5 separate regions of the Mus musculus genome follow, and regions 2, 3, 4 and 5 are each linked to region 1. The links are chromatin contacts, called in public HiChIP or PLAC-seq and promoter capture Hi-C maps. All regions are on one chromosome and are shown on one strand. Each heading gives the region's core, a stretch centred on a gene start, on an enhancer-like site or on the middle of the called end of the contact. The rest is flanking DNA. Distances are from core to core; before and after follow the strand shown.

Region 1 (2,730 bases), core at 154-2,653:
TTTTGGGTGTGCCTCACTCCAGCCGAGTCTGCTTCATGTTTGTCCTGGGTTGCAGTGAGAGCCAGCCTACGAGGGTGACCCTTCCCTCTGCATTATGAGGAAAAGGCTCGGGGTTCTCAGCCTCTAGCTGTCTGTGTCCACGGGAGGACAACCGATTTACTCCTTCCTGAAAACAGTGTCCTCAGCCCTAGGACAGAGACAACGGCATTGTGACCCTTTGTGTTGTGTTGGAAGACCCAGTGAGGTGAGAGGCTTGCAGGTGACGGATGAGGCTTGAGGCTCCAGTGTTCCCTATGCACTGCTCCTTAACTTCCTACGTTCATTTTTTATTCAACAAATGTCGATGTGAAACCCTGGGCCCTGGCTGGTTGCCAAGGATACGCACTGGCTGGGAGGGCTGCTGGGTGTGAAGGGCAGGGCTGCATGGGATGCTCAGATTTTCCGTTCACATGGATGGGATGCTGTGTTGGCTGCAGCGCTTTCTCCTCAAGGAGATTATAGCAGCTACTGGTTTCTATGGTCTGTCTGTCTGTCTATCTGTCTGTCTATCTATCTATCTATCTATCTATCTATCTACAAGAAGTTATCTTTTAAGAAAGAATGATGAATGATTACCAGGGCTGGGGACTTGCTGCTATAGGGGACTGTCTTAACTCCTGATAGCCCCATGACTCTAATCACACCTACTGGGCAGCTGGAATGATGGAGCAGTTGATCCGGGATGCTCCAGTTGCCACTGCGTTTCTGTGAATTCTAACACACAGGGAAGAAGAAAATGGGCCTTGAGGAATTGGATGGCACTTGACTTTACCTTTTATTCCTCCCCGCCACACAGTTTCAACACATATATTTGTATACTATGGCTAGAAGTAAACTTTCTCATTGTACAGAAAGGGAAACTGAGGCCCTCAGAGGGCTAGGCTTTATTAGAGTCTTTCAGCTAGATAGTAGCAGAGCTGGTGTCTACATTTGGGTCCCTGGACCTTGTCCTTGTCTGCATCTGGCAAACTGGAGCATCATTTGGCCGTGCGAGACATCTTCCCCATCCTTTGCAATCAACACTCTGAGCCTTTGCTTCCCTGAGGTCAGGGCTAGGGTGGGCTGATCTCCACTAGGCTGGGCTGAGGTGGGGGTGTACGGTGGGATGCAGGGAAGAAACGGTTCACTTCAGAGGCACTCCCTAGTTCAGATGTATCTTCTAACTTCCTCAAGTTTCAGGCCACACAATTAAGGCCTTGCTAATAAGCCATCAGTCTTTGTCCCACAAAGAGCTCGGCAGGCCTCCCTCCTCCTTTGGGAGGGGATCAATGCCTTATCTCAGCTGGGCCTCTGTGCTGGGAAGGAGGGAAATGAAAGCACTTAATTAAGGCGCAGAGGAGCGGAGAGGGAACCAGGCCACGCCAGACGCATCATCTCTGGGTCCTGGTATTCATCCCCTTCCCGCCCAGCCCCGCCCCTGAAGACAGCATGCAGCTGCAGATTCCAGGGAGACTGCTGCTTAGGGGGGCCTACTGAAGCCATAGCCCTGTGTGAGGAACTCAGGATGAGAAGGTGAAGATCAGAGACTCTCAGAGCCCACCTACAGCTTGTCCCCACGAAACCCACCCGACTTTTCCCTGCCTAGTCCACTCCACCACCGATTGGGTCTGGCCCTGGCTGTGGGCAGCGAACTGGAATCTCGAGCTGAGGGAACTCTGCCATCCCGGGCATGGATTTCGTGTTCTTTCAGGTAAGAAAAGCTTTCTTGGCCTCATTTTCCTCTTGTGAATGGAATGCTTCTTCATGCTTCAGCAGGGAAGGGGCTGTGTGTGCTCAGCCATCCACAATTCCTCTCTAGGTCTTGGATATAAAATGCTTTCCGGAGGCCCCGTGCTTGAGCACATGATCACCAGCGGGTGGCGCTGTTTTTTCGAGGCTGTGAACCATACAAAAGGTAGGGTCTTGCCTGGAGCGGCGATGAAAACCTTACCTCCTAGAACTTTGCAAAGTTGGAAGACTCAGTTACCAGAAAGAACCCTCTAGCCTGTGTGAATTCTCCCTCTCTTACGCGAGTCTCTGTCCTCTGTGGGCCTGCCTGGTGCCTTCAGAGACCCCGCTGCCTCTGACCTTGGAGAATCCCTACCACTGGGGCTCCTGTTTAACTCTAGCCTTTCACATCCATCCCTTGGACAGCAGGGGGCACCTTCTTAGTTCTGCGACTACCACAGGGCCTGCCTGCATTGCGGAGGGCAGATAATAGAGGATCCATAGAAATCTCGTTCCGCTTCCCTCGCTCTGGCTGCTGCGTCCCATCCTCCCAAGCAATTTCAGCGCAGCAGGAGCGCAGGTTGGAAGGCATTTTTTGTGCAATGGTCACACCCAGCATTGCCCTGCTTCTTTACCACCCAAGGGGACAGGAGTAGAGGGACGGAACAGGATCTCTTCCTTTAAGCACGCTAGGCAAGTGCTCTGCCACTGAGCCACATCCTCAGCTGGATAGCTTGAAATCAACTTGGGTAAGAATATTCACACCAGGGCCTTTGGCAAGTGCTATAGATGACTACTCACTGTCGCATCTGTTTTCCAGCACACCACTGAAGTGGGCAACACTCACCCTGTGGGCATCCTTTATTGAGGGGCTCAGACACTGCTGGGTATGAGCCAGGTGGTGACACTCATCCTGCCGGTGATCCTTTGTTGAAGAACTCAGGCACCACTGGGTAAACTGTCTTCCTTTCTGGTCCCTAGTTG
Region 2 (2,730 bases), core at 67-2,566, 890 kb after region 1:
TTTTCAGCTGTTGATAAACTTAACCCCTGCTTAGAAACATCATCACACTAATCACCAACCAATCCCAAGTGAATCTTCCAAATGCATGGTATTATGTGACTTAATACAGTTATAAAAGATCACAAAGTAACGCAGCAACTTTCCTGCATGTTCTCCTTTAGTACTGCTACATACACAGTACTAAACATTATACGGATATATGTGGGTAGATGCCTTGAAGGCCAGAGGTATCAGATTCCCCTTGGAGTTGAACTTCCAGGTAGGTGAGAGCTGATTGAACTGGAATTGAACTCTGGTCCTCCTGCAACAGCAGTACGAGTGAGCTCTTATTCTCCCCATGTTCTCTCCAGTCTCTGAGTGTTTTCATCATTTTTTTAAAAAAATCTAATCAAAACCCTAATTATGCAAATTACAAGGAGATACAGAAGTCAGCTATCCTTGCAGCCTTACGGAGACAAGAGTATACCTAATTTTTCCCCCCACCAGTTTGAGACAGTCTCACTATGCAGACCAGGCTGGCCTCGAATTCACAAGAGATCTGTCTGTCCTGCCTTCCCAGTATTGGGAACTACAGGGATGCGTCACCAAGCCCCTCTATGACTAACCCATATTTAAACACAGTTTTAGTAGCTAAATCAAAGTGGGAGGGACTCCTCGAAAGCCTGTTTTGTTTGCCCTGTAGATGGGAATTTCTCGTATCTCAAAACCACCTCTATTGAAATCACTATATTTACCTGAAGTGTTGCTTATGCATGGTCTGATTCCACGGTCAAAGCTAAGGTGGCACGAATGCTATGGTTAAGGGTAAAATGCCACCTGGGCCAACCTACTCCACTCTGTGTCTTCAGTCTGTACCCTGTAGTCCAGATAGCCACTAACTCGTGATCCCCTCTGCCTCAGCTTCCTAAGTGCTGGGATGACAGGCATGTGCCAGGACTCCAGGACCCTAGCCCACTTTTAACTTGCCTTTCTCTACACCTCCTCCTGAGAGGCCTCGGGGCTGCCAGAGGCTGGCGTGACTCATCCCCCAACTTTAGAGCAGGTGCCTAGACCTCGGGTCCGCCGCCCAGGCCGGAACGGGCCTTCCTCCGTCCCCGACGGCTCCTGCGGCCTGGTCCCGCCCGGTCCGCCGTACCTGGGTTGGTGCTGGCCGCCGAGCGGTTGATGGTGCTCCGTCCTTTGTACTTGGGCTTCACCATCCTGACGACAGTACCGACACCGCTCTGCTACTCGCGAGGTAAACCACTTCACGACTTCCCAGCCGGGAAAGCGTCCTGTGTGAAGCACGTTGGACCCTGAACACGCGCGACGTCACTTCCGCTCGCGCTACGCGACTTCCTGAGAGCGCGCGGCGCTTGCCTAAGGCTGACCCGGCTCCGCCTCTGTCCTGCTCCCGCCTCCCCCGGGTCTAGCAACCGTCAAGCGTCCCTTCCATAGCAACGTCCAGGGCACCGGGCAGTCCTGGGTTTAGTGAGAAAAAGAGAGAAAGAGAAAAAGAGAGAAGCCTGTTCTCGGCCCAGTGCATGAGCTGATGGGAATTTGCCCTCTGAACCTTTCTAAAAGTGTTCCAGCAAGAGCGGGCAAATATCAGAACAGGTCATACCTGCCTTTAAATTTTAGGCTGGAGTAGAGCAGTTTTTAGTAACAACAGACTTTGGATTCAAGCCTCAGCTTGAAAGAAAGAGAGAGAGACAGAGAGACAGAGAGAGAGACAGAGAGAGAGAGAGAGAGAGAGAGAGAGAGACAGAGAGAGAGAGAGAGAGAGATTTTAAATTCTCCAATGGTTTATTATCGCAAAGAGAGACAGATTCAAACTCCTTCCAATCCCTACAAAACTTGTGATCTGGCTCCGTTCCTCTGACCTCATTTCTCCCTCTTCTGACATTTACACTGAATGTTGCTCTGTTTGATCACACATTCCCTGAATCGGCATCGCTGGTTCCTTCTGGTCAGTTCCTGCTCAAATATCCTCTATCCATAGGATTGCAAACACTAGCAAATTCATCAGCATGGTGACACACACCTATAATACCAATGCTCAAAAGGCAGAGGAAGGAGTTCCAGACTTGTCCACATTATATAGCATGACTTGTCTCCAAGAAGGTGGAGGAGTAGGAGTAGGAGCAGGAGGAGGGGGAGGAGGAGGAGGAGGGGGAAGCAGGAGGGGGGGAGGAGAACATCAAGAAAAAAAATACAAGACAGTGAAATTTGAATTTCAGGTTAAAAATAAATAAACACACTTTCTAGCTTATATTCCAATCATCGTTTAGGATAACTTAAAGGATCTAAGGAAACATGATATACTTGAGAGGCTAAGGCAGGAGGATTGTCACAAGTTCAAATCCAGCTTGAGCTACATAGAGAGACCCTACACCAAAAGATTTTTTTCACTGTTCACTTGTTTTTAAATGGAACTACATTCTCTTGATCTATCTGGCAGCAGCTCCTTTGGCAGAAGTATTTGCTGAGTTACTGATTTAAGTCAGCCACTCTCTTCCTGTTATTCCATCCCACCTCACTTCACGGCACATGCCACTACCCGAAATGACTCTGTTCACAAGAGCATTGGCTGCTTTCTTGGGTCTAGGCCATAAGCTTAGGAAAATGGAAATCAGGTACGTTATTCACCTCCGTGTCCCCAGAACGTAACAAAGCTGAGTGTGTTGGCATGAGCCTCTAACCTCAGCATTTGAGGTTAGACTATCTGCCGTGAGTTCAAGGCTAGTCTAG
Region 3 (2,730 bases), core at 169-2,668, 840 kb after region 1:
GTGATCTGTGAATCCGAGGCCAGCCTGCTTTACTTAGTGAGTTCCAGGCTAACCAGGGCTACATAGTAAGACCATGTTTTAAATCAAAACAAAAATCCTGCAGCCAAATATTAGTAGAGGATAAAATGGAGAGATACTATTAGATTTTTTTTTCTTCCAGACAGGGTTTCTCTGTATAGCCCTGGCTGTCCTGGAACTTACTCTGTTGACCAGGCTGGCCTCGAACTCAGAAATCTACCTGCCTCTGCTTCCCAAGTGCTGGGATTAAAGGCGTGCACCACCAGTGCTCAGCTAATACTACTAGATTTTGACACTCACTTTTGATTGGTCAAATACCGATCCCAGCCACGGATAATATTGCCATACATCTGAGTGTCTTCCAGGTAGCTTCCTTCAAAAGCATATATCTGTCTCTCCAAGTTTGCAAGTGTTTCCTAGGTGATGAAAACAGGGACAGGGAAAAACAAGCATTAAGCAAACTGAAATTCCGTCACAGACTTGTAAAGTCAAGCTTACCCACAATGAACCATTTCTGTGGAAGTGTAGGGGTGATGGACCCCTTTATAAATAGAATGAAATGTATAGTCTATCCTCAGAAAATGCACACACATGCAAGATTTTGCATCTACTTCAGAGGCAAAACCTAGCTGTCACGAGCAGGGATGAGACAGACCGTGAGCTGTCTCCATTCTCACTCACTAAATGTGTTGCTACCAGCAGCGAGAAGGGTGAACAGCTTTTCAAAAGCATCTCTTCTACATCAACTGCTTCCTCCCTGCTAGCTCTGGAAGGGCCGCCCGCAGTGGATGCCGGTTGCTATGGAAACCTGGAAGGGCAGCTTCAGGTGAGCTTTGCCTCCCGGATGCTCGCCGTAAAAGGCGGGAGCCTACAGGGCAGTCAGCAGGGTGCCGGCGGCTCCTGGTGCGCGTCACCAATCCAAATTCCCTAGGCTGCGTCTTGGGTCTCCCGCCAGCCCCGTTCCTTGGCATCCTCAAATACACCACATTCCCCGGCCATTGAAACGCGCCGCCCATGGAATCCATCGTGCATCTTCTCCAGGCCGGGGTCTAGCCGCCTCCTTTCCAACCGCTAACCCGACCTGAGCGTCGTCCCCGCCTCCTGCCTCTCGCCCTTCCCGCGCCCTCACCGCCCCGCCCCGCCCCACTGAGCGCAGGCCGGGAACCGCGCCGCCGCAGGGAACCGCGCCGCGCCCGGCCGCCCAGAGCGCCCAGACCCTGGCTGCCCGCCGTCCTCGCCTCCGGAGCTGCCTGCGAGGCCAAGTGGGGACGGCGTCCAGGCCTCGGCCACTCACCGCCAGCTCCTGCTTCCGCTTAACCAGCTCGGCCAGCTCCCGCCGGGTGTCTGGGATCTGCGGCGGCGCCGTCTTGTTGTGCATCGCCATGTTGGGCTCAAGCGGCGGCGGAGGCGGCGGCGCGCGACCAGTAGGCGGACCCTGCGCACTGTCGCCGCTGGCCGCCAGGGGGCGCGACCCCCCACACCGCGCCTGCGCGCGCGGCTTCCGGGGAAGCTGGCCGGCTCAGCGCGCGAAAGCCGGCGCGGAGAGGCGCTTGTACGTGTGGGACCTTCCTTGCTGCTCCACTGTGGGCCTCTGAGCTTAACAGACACCCACAGACATTCACTACATCGAGAACCCAGCTGCAGCATAGGCCTGTTGAGTATTCCATATGTCTCCCGGCAGACGAGGTCCTTGCAACACCACCCAACTGCAGGTGGAAAACCTGAGCAAGGTTCCGCCCACCAACCGGGTTGCAGAGAAGATCCCCAAACCAACATCTTGCTGGGTTTAGCACAGGCAAGCAGATCTCCTGTTGTACGTGGTTTGCCGGAGGGGAAGGATTATGAAAGAATTAGCTTCTATCTTCAGATCCAGAACTGTATCCAGGCTGGTATTGAACAGAAACAGACCGTGAGTTTATCGTCCTGCCTCTGCCTTCCCACTGCTGGGATTCCATGTGTTGAGCATGCCCGCTGTTAATAGGTGCTGGGGATGGATCTCAGGACAGACGAAGCAAGCACTCTACAGGTACACCCTGAGCCCACCTCTGCATTCTCAGTGCTCAGCAACGTCACTCGTAGTTTAGGTGGCGTTCTTTGCCCCCATGGGTGGATGTCCTTGGGTTTCTATGCCCTAGATGTATATTGTTCAACAGGTATGAGAAATTCTCAATTTTCTAAAACTCCTCTTGCCTAATTTTCTCTCTCACAAACCTCTTCACTAATCTCTTGTTCCTCTCCAGTAGTACATGCCTATAATTCTAGCACCCAAGAGGCCGCGGTAAAAGAAGCAGGAAGGTCAAGGTACTACATAGTATTTGGGCCAGTAAGACTATATAAGACAGTTTCACCACCACCCCCCAAAAAAGAAAGTCAAGGCTGTAGATGAAACTCAGTTGGTAAAATATCTGCCTAAGCCCAAGCTTGCACAAATCCCTGAATTTGAGTCTAGCATCTCTTCCTTTCCTGCCAGCCTGGCCCACAGAAGAACCTCCCAGGGCCAGGCATGGTGGCACATGTCTTTATTCCCAGCACTCAGGGGACTCGAAGACAGACAGGACAGCTGTTTTGAGGGGGAAAAAATCAAGATGAGCCTCAACTACACAGAGAATTTGAGGCTAGCCTAGGCTCAAAAAAATAACAATCAGACCTTGGAAATTTTCTTTTTATGTCTATGAGTGTTTTGCCTGCATGTATGTCTCTGTACCATATGCA
Region 4 (2,730 bases), core at 143-2,642, 730 kb after region 1:
GCAGACCCGACCCTGTTTTAGGCTTCTGTGTTTCCCACTCCTGGGAAGCCAGTGGAGAGGGGTTTAATCAAGTGGAGCCCCACCCACCGACACCTGCCCCTCAGCCTCTGAAACTCAAAGTTTCATCAGCTCCTGATGCTGCAGCACCTCCTCTGCAGTTGAGAAGCCGAGCCATCTGCCGCCAGCCTGGGGCTGTCAGGAGGGAGCCCGAGCCAGGCGAGGCGAGCGGGCGGGCGGTGTGAGCTGGCTTTGAGATCCTCTTTTCAGGAAGCTGCTGCCTCTCCTGGCAGGCAGGGCTGGGAGAATGAGCTGTGTCAGACCCCATCCACCTACCAGGAGGGCCCAGAAGGTCCTGACACCACGTGATTGAAGCTCAACCTGTCAGCTCATGCCAACGCTAGAGGCTGGAGGCCAGGCCCAGGCAGAACGGTGTAAGGCCCTGGCTGGGACCTTGAACCAGGTCAAGAATTTTCTAAGTGCACAGTGAAGGGAGCCAGAGTTAAAATCTTCAGGTCCTTCTAACAAGGGGGGATCCAACACTTTCTTCTGCACACATGTAGCATTTAAACAGACAGGCACACATATATAAATAAAAATGAGGGGAGAAAATGAGTAAGTTCAAGGTAGGATATTTTGATGCCCTCCCCTACAAAACCCCTGAAGCATTCTGTGCTATCTTTCCCCTGTTATGATATCAAAATAACATTTGATTTTTTTTTTAATGACACAAAACGTTCAGGCTAAGAAAGGCCATGTACGGTGGTTTCTAGAGCCAAGCTGTCTGGATTTAAATCTGGCTTTGGGCACATCACCTGTGTGCTGTGCCTCAGTTTTCTCATCTTCAAAATGGACATGAATATGCCAGCGTATGTCTTCACAAGGTGGCTAGGAACAGAGGTAGAATAAATCAAGTACTTAGAACAAAGCCTGGTACAGAGCCAAAGCCCACTGAATGTCAGTGTGTGTGTGTGTGTGTGTGTGTGTGTGTGTGTGTGTGTGTGTGTATGTGTGTGTGTATGTGTGTGTGTATGTGTGTAACAGGGTCTTACTGTGTAGCCCAGGCTAACCTCAAACTCACAAACTCATAGTTCTCCAGCCTCAACCTGACAGATGGGTCTGGAGGTATACACTACCACACCCAACCCATTATCCTTTTGTAAGATTGAAATATCTGCTTCCTGGATTTGGGGCTCAGAAACATCTGGAAGAGGCCATTCACTGAAGGTAAAAGGTTTTACCCTTTCTTAGTCCTAAGTCCATAGTTGGAGCAACCCAGCCTCTGACCAGGGATGTGGGAGGAACCAAGGTCATTCCCTTGTCAGAAGCAATCCCAGCATGCCTCTGTAAGACAACAGCATGAGCCCATGGAGAGGGGAGGAGCATCCACAGAGCTCTAGGGAAAGGAGTTAGTCACTAAGGAGGGGCAGAGCACAGGACCCTCCTGGACATGCTTCCTGCCCCACAGTCTTGCCACCAGGAGCAATGGGAGGATGCTAAGAGCAGGGAGGGGAACACAAAGGTCCCCAGGGGGCCCCAGTTGGGCCAGAGGAGGAGGCTGTGTGGGACACCAGGTTACAGGGCTAAGGTGGAGGATGCTCTGGGCTCTGCCTTCAAGGAAAGGAAAATCGTAGTTTTATCATCGATCTCAGTTTTATCATCGATCTCAGGCTGGCATAGTACTTACGCACTCAAACAAGGAGGGCTATCTCCCTGAACGACCACCAGGTTGCCTGCCTGTGTGGAAACAGCTCTTTGAAGCCTGTCACAATCCAGGCTGGAGCTAGGGACTCCCTGCTTGGAGACCTTGAGCCTGTCCCACCCTCACTTGCCATGGTGACGTTCTTCCAAAACCACAGAACTGGGAAAGGAAGAAGATACATCGCCACTGTTTACTGTTGAATCCCCTAGGGTACAAGAACAAGGGGAGCAGAGAAGGCAAAGACAGGGTAACGAGAGACAGCGACAAGGGACACTGGGGGCTTCCTAGCTGCAACTTCAAGTCTCCCCTCTAAGGAGCACCCCCACAATCTTAGAGTTCTCTTTATGAGCCTGCAGCTTTGAACAGGTTTCTGTCCCTCCAGCCCAGGTGTGAAGCCTGTGTTCCCCTTCTCCCTGACTCTATTAATCTTAAAAGCCATCATTAATTTACTAACAATGTGTGCATCTGTGCCTCGTGTGTCCTGTTTCCAGAAACAAAAGGTAAGGAAGGGGCTGGGGAGCCTTGCTTGAACAACACAAATGAATTCCTCTGCCCATGGGGCCTCGTTTTACCTGATTCTACATTCAAAGATACCATCCAGTGGCCAAAAGCAATTAAAAAGGAGCCCTGATCATCCCTGGAATCTCTCAAAGTTCCCAATCCCTCTCCTCTCCCTCTGCCTTTCCCTAGATTCTCTCCCTAAGCACCTGGCCCAAGTACATTTCTCCTCTGTCCTCCACAGCAGTATGGAGGGAAGTGTGGCTAAAGGCTTTTAGCTTGCTGCTGCTGCTGCTGCTGCTGTATCCTTTTTCCCTTCCCACCATTCATAAAGGAATTCCTACAATTGACAGCAGCTACCAGGCCCATCCAACCTTCTGACATCATTGTGTGATGATCTACAAAGGCCATATTCACTATCCTGGGATACCTGCAGTCCTGGGGGGGGGGGCACAGTTTGAACATATCTATTGGACCATTAGTTCCAGCCCTACCCTTTGGCCATGTCTTTCCTTGGTCTCACAATTTTGGAT
Region 5 (2,730 bases), core at 163-2,662, 600 kb after region 1:
AACCCACTTTTCTGCCTTCTCTATCTCTTGTCTCTGAGTCTCCATTTTCTATCATTCTACACTCTACTGTCTGTGCAGGTTACTACAAGCCTTCCTTGGAAAGAGATGGGGAGAGGAAAGGGAGCAACCATGCAGACTGACTCAAGCAACAGATGTGGTGTCCCTTGAATGATAGCCCAGAATTTGACACAGCTGCAGGAAGAGTTGGTGGCATCATCTAGAACTGACCCACTTCGGCACAAGCACTTACTGGGTACCTCCTGTTTGCCTGTCTGGTTCAAGGCTTTGAGGTCCCATCTGTGAACAAAGCAAGTTCTCTCCAGGAGGACAGAGGGCTGGAGCACTCTGCCTAGCAAGAACAAGGTGTTTTCAGCGAGAAGAGGGAAGGTGAAGGTGGTGAGGGGAGTGAGGGGATCGGCTGCCCTTTTGCTTGGGAACTTAAAGAAAACATGGTTTGCAGAAGAGATGTCTGAATTAAAACTTGATAGGCAGGAAGGAAACCTCTGAGGGGCTTCCAGGATTAAAAACAGACTGCATGATGGGAAAGATGGTGTAAAGGGAAGGCTAGCATGCCAGGAACGGTTCTCAAAGGATCAACTCAGGACAGTCAGTGGTCTACAAGGTTGGTTTAATCAAGATCACTATATTTGTTTGTAGAATACAAAATTCTTATTTTCTTTAAATTTTTTCTTGGACAAAATATTTGTATCCACTCATAGTGTGCACAGTAAGACTTAGGTGCATTTAAACACCGTGAAACAATTAGATCATGTGAGGTCCTCATCTCACAGACCTGCAGTTTACTTCAGCTGTTTTCAAGGGTGCATGCGGTATGCTCTTACCATCTCCCCTTTCTGTACACCCTGTCTCTAGAACTTACCCCTTCTCTCCAATCGAAGCTCCATCCCCACAGACATGAGCTTGGGAGATGTTGAATTTCAGTGACAGATTCCTTTTACTTGTGAGGTATTCCCCAACTCTGTCCATGTTGCTAAAAATGTAAATTTCCTTTTTAAGACTGAACAGTATTACAGAGGGGGGAGGGAGAGGGGGGGAGGAAGAGGGGGAGGGGGAGGGAGACTATCATTCACATTTTCTTTATCTACTCACTTGCCAGTGAACGCTTAGGTTGAGTCTGTGTTCACTACAGTGAACGTGGGAATACACAGAGTGATCGCTTCACTGTGCTTAATTCATTCCTTTGAGTATATACCTATAAATGGTATTGCTGGATAATGCTCTAATTCTGTCTTTATTTTTTTTTTCAGCAAGAGCAGTATCAATTAAACTCTTGTAAACAACGGCCTAGAAGCATCCCCTTTCCTCCAGATCCTCACTAGCTTCAGTATCCTTATCCTCTGAATAAAGGCCATTCTAACAGGCCTGTCCCACCTCATCATGGTGATTATTTGCATACAGTTGGTAACCATTTGAATATCATTAGTAGTGCTGGGGTTTTCGATTGGTTGCTGGTCAGGATAGCTGTTCAGCCTTGCTGCCAATGTTTTAACTGGATTGCTTGTTTGCTATTCATCTGTAGGAACTCCTTCTACATGGAATTCCAACCCCTTACTGATGTGTGGTTTGCATATCCCTTCTTCCACTCCTTAGATTTTTTTGTTCTTCGGGTGGCTGGTTGTTTCCTTTGCTGGGGAAAGCTCTTTAGTTTGATGTGCGGTCCCTGTATCTCCTTCCACTTTGGTTGTATTTTAAGGTCGAATCCAAGGATTTTTGCTTTGAAAATGACAGGTGAGCTTCCCCATTGTCTTCTAGTAGCTTAGGCTTTAAACTACTCTGCATTAATTTTTGTGTGTGACAAAAGATAAGGTCCTTCTTCAATCTTTGCCTGTGGGGAATGCTGTGTCCCCAGCACCATTCACTGAAGAAGCTTCCTTCCCGGCTTCACATCCTGGCACCTGTGTGCCTGAGTGCCTGGATCCGTTTCTGAGCTCTCAGCTCTGTCCATTGGTCTACCTGTCGACTTTCATGCCGCTGCCTCGCTGTTTTATTCCTGTAACTCTGCAGCATAGTTTGAAATCAGGAAGCGTGATGCTTGCAGCTTTGTTCATTCAAGATTATCCGCATGGTTCAGTCTTTTGGGATGTCATACACACAAAGGTTGAAATTGTATGTGAATTTCTTTTGTCATTCTTTGAAAAGTATCCCTGAAGGTTTTAAGAAGGATCACATTGAATCCTCAAGTTGTGTGAATCTATAGCCATCTAAAAGCTGTAATTCTCAATCTGGAGAGATAACTAAACACATAAAGTGCATGGTGAACCCACGAGGACCAGAGTTCAGATCTCCAGAATCCACATCAATACCAGGTGGGCATTACTCCTCAGAGTAAGGTGGCTACTGAGAAGAGCCATATCGGAGAGCTCTGAGTGTGACTGAGGGAGCCTGCCTCAGTGGGCAAGGTCAATGAGTGATCAAAGATGATTTCCTGCATCAACCTTAGACCTCCGTGTGCACCCACAAATGTGCAAATGTACATACACACATGCACGCACATACACAATACTCTCTTTCAGGCATACATACACACACACATTCATACTCTCTGTCTCTCTTTGTCTCTCTGTCTCTGTCTCTGTCTCTGTCTCTGTCTCTCTCTCTCTCTCTCTCTCTCTCTCTCTCTCTCTCTCTCACACACACACCCTGGAAAAATAATACACAAATACTGATGATCTTTCTGCTTGTGTTTCTTTAATTTCTTTCATCAAAGAT

The links. Promoter capture Hi-C pulls out the DNA fragments that hold promoters and counts their contacts. HiChIP or PLAC-seq counts read pairs in DNA pulled down with a chosen protein or histone mark.
Region 2: an H3K27ac HiChIP or PLAC-seq map of embryonic stem cells shows a contact between it and region 1, with 4 times the contacts expected there. The contact joins the promoter of Gnl2 here to the promoter of 2610028E06Rik in region 1.
Region 3: a contact with region 1 is called in a promoter capture Hi-C map of pre-B cells, with 8 times the contacts expected there. The contact joins the promoter of Meaf6 here to the promoter of 2610028E06Rik in region 1. A contact is called at or near these places in 4 of 39 promoter capture datasets (the C10 cell line, cranial neural crest and pre-B cells), 1 of 15 datasets of contacts at CTCF or cohesin (large pre-B cells), 6 of 115 datasets of contacts at active chromatin or transcription factors (embryonic basal ganglia, embryonic forebrain, embryonic stem cells and 2 more) and 1 of 9 other capture datasets (embryonic stem cells).
Region 4: a contact with region 1 is called in an H3K27ac HiChIP or PLAC-seq map of SST interneurons, with 9 times the contacts expected there. The contact joins the enhancer-like site here to the promoter of 2610028E06Rik in region 1. A contact is called at or near these places in 2 of 15 datasets of contacts at CTCF or cohesin (the NIH/3T3 cell line and large pre-B cells), 9 of 115 datasets of contacts at active chromatin or transcription factors (SST interneurons, embryonic basal ganglia, embryonic hindbrain and 2 more) and 1 of 9 other capture datasets (embryonic stem cells).
Region 5: a contact with region 1 is called in an H3K4me3 HiChIP or PLAC-seq map of embryonic basal ganglia, with 5 times the contacts expected there. The contact joins the enhancer-like site here to the promoter of 2610028E06Rik in region 1. A contact is called at or near these places in 11 of 115 datasets of contacts at active chromatin or transcription factors (SST interneurons, astrocytes, differentiating embryonic stem cells and 2 more) and 1 of 9 other capture datasets (embryonic stem cells).

What each region holds. Positions count from the first base shown.
Region 1 is chr4:125,921,076-125,923,805 of GRCm38.p6, reverse strand. It overlaps 2610028E06Rik (RIKEN cDNA 2610028E06 gene), which reads left to right and starts at 1,403. Exons shown (of 6, transcript NR_015560.2): 1 at 1,403-1,729; 2 at 1,838-1,933.
Region 2 is chr4:125,028,600-125,031,329 of GRCm38.p6, reverse strand. Gnl2 (guanine nucleotide binding protein-like 2 (nucleolar)) reads right to left here and starts at 1,316. Exons shown (of 16, transcript NM_145552.2): 1 at 1,136-1,316. The coding sequence starts at 1,199.
Region 3 is chr4:125,083,849-125,086,578 of GRCm38.p6, reverse strand. It overlaps Meaf6 (MYST/Esa1-associated factor 6), which reads right to left and starts at 1,418. Exons shown (of 8, transcript NM_001374123.1): 1 at 1,313-1,418; 2 at 319-434. The coding sequence starts at 1,402.
Region 4 is chr4:125,188,768-125,191,497 of GRCm38.p6, reverse strand. The region is part of intron 2 of Gm32611 (a long non-coding RNA gene); the gene reads right to left. Among named protein-coding and RNA genes, the nearest start is that of Gm40244, 28 kb to the left of the region's middle. Within about 2 kb of position 1,392, at least 40 of the 459 cell types and tissues checked have an H3K27ac peak or open chromatin away from gene starts, as enhancers often do. A contact at or near this core is called in SST interneurons and embryonic stem cells, where this site is marked.
Region 5 is chr4:125,323,398-125,326,127 of GRCm38.p6, reverse strand. No RefSeq gene overlaps it. Among named protein-coding and RNA genes, the nearest start is that of Gm32696, 11 kb to the right of the region's middle. Within about 2 kb of position 1,412, at least 3 of the 459 cell types and tissues checked have an H3K27ac peak or open chromatin away from gene starts, as enhancers often do. A contact at or near this core is called in embryonic basal ganglia, where this site is marked.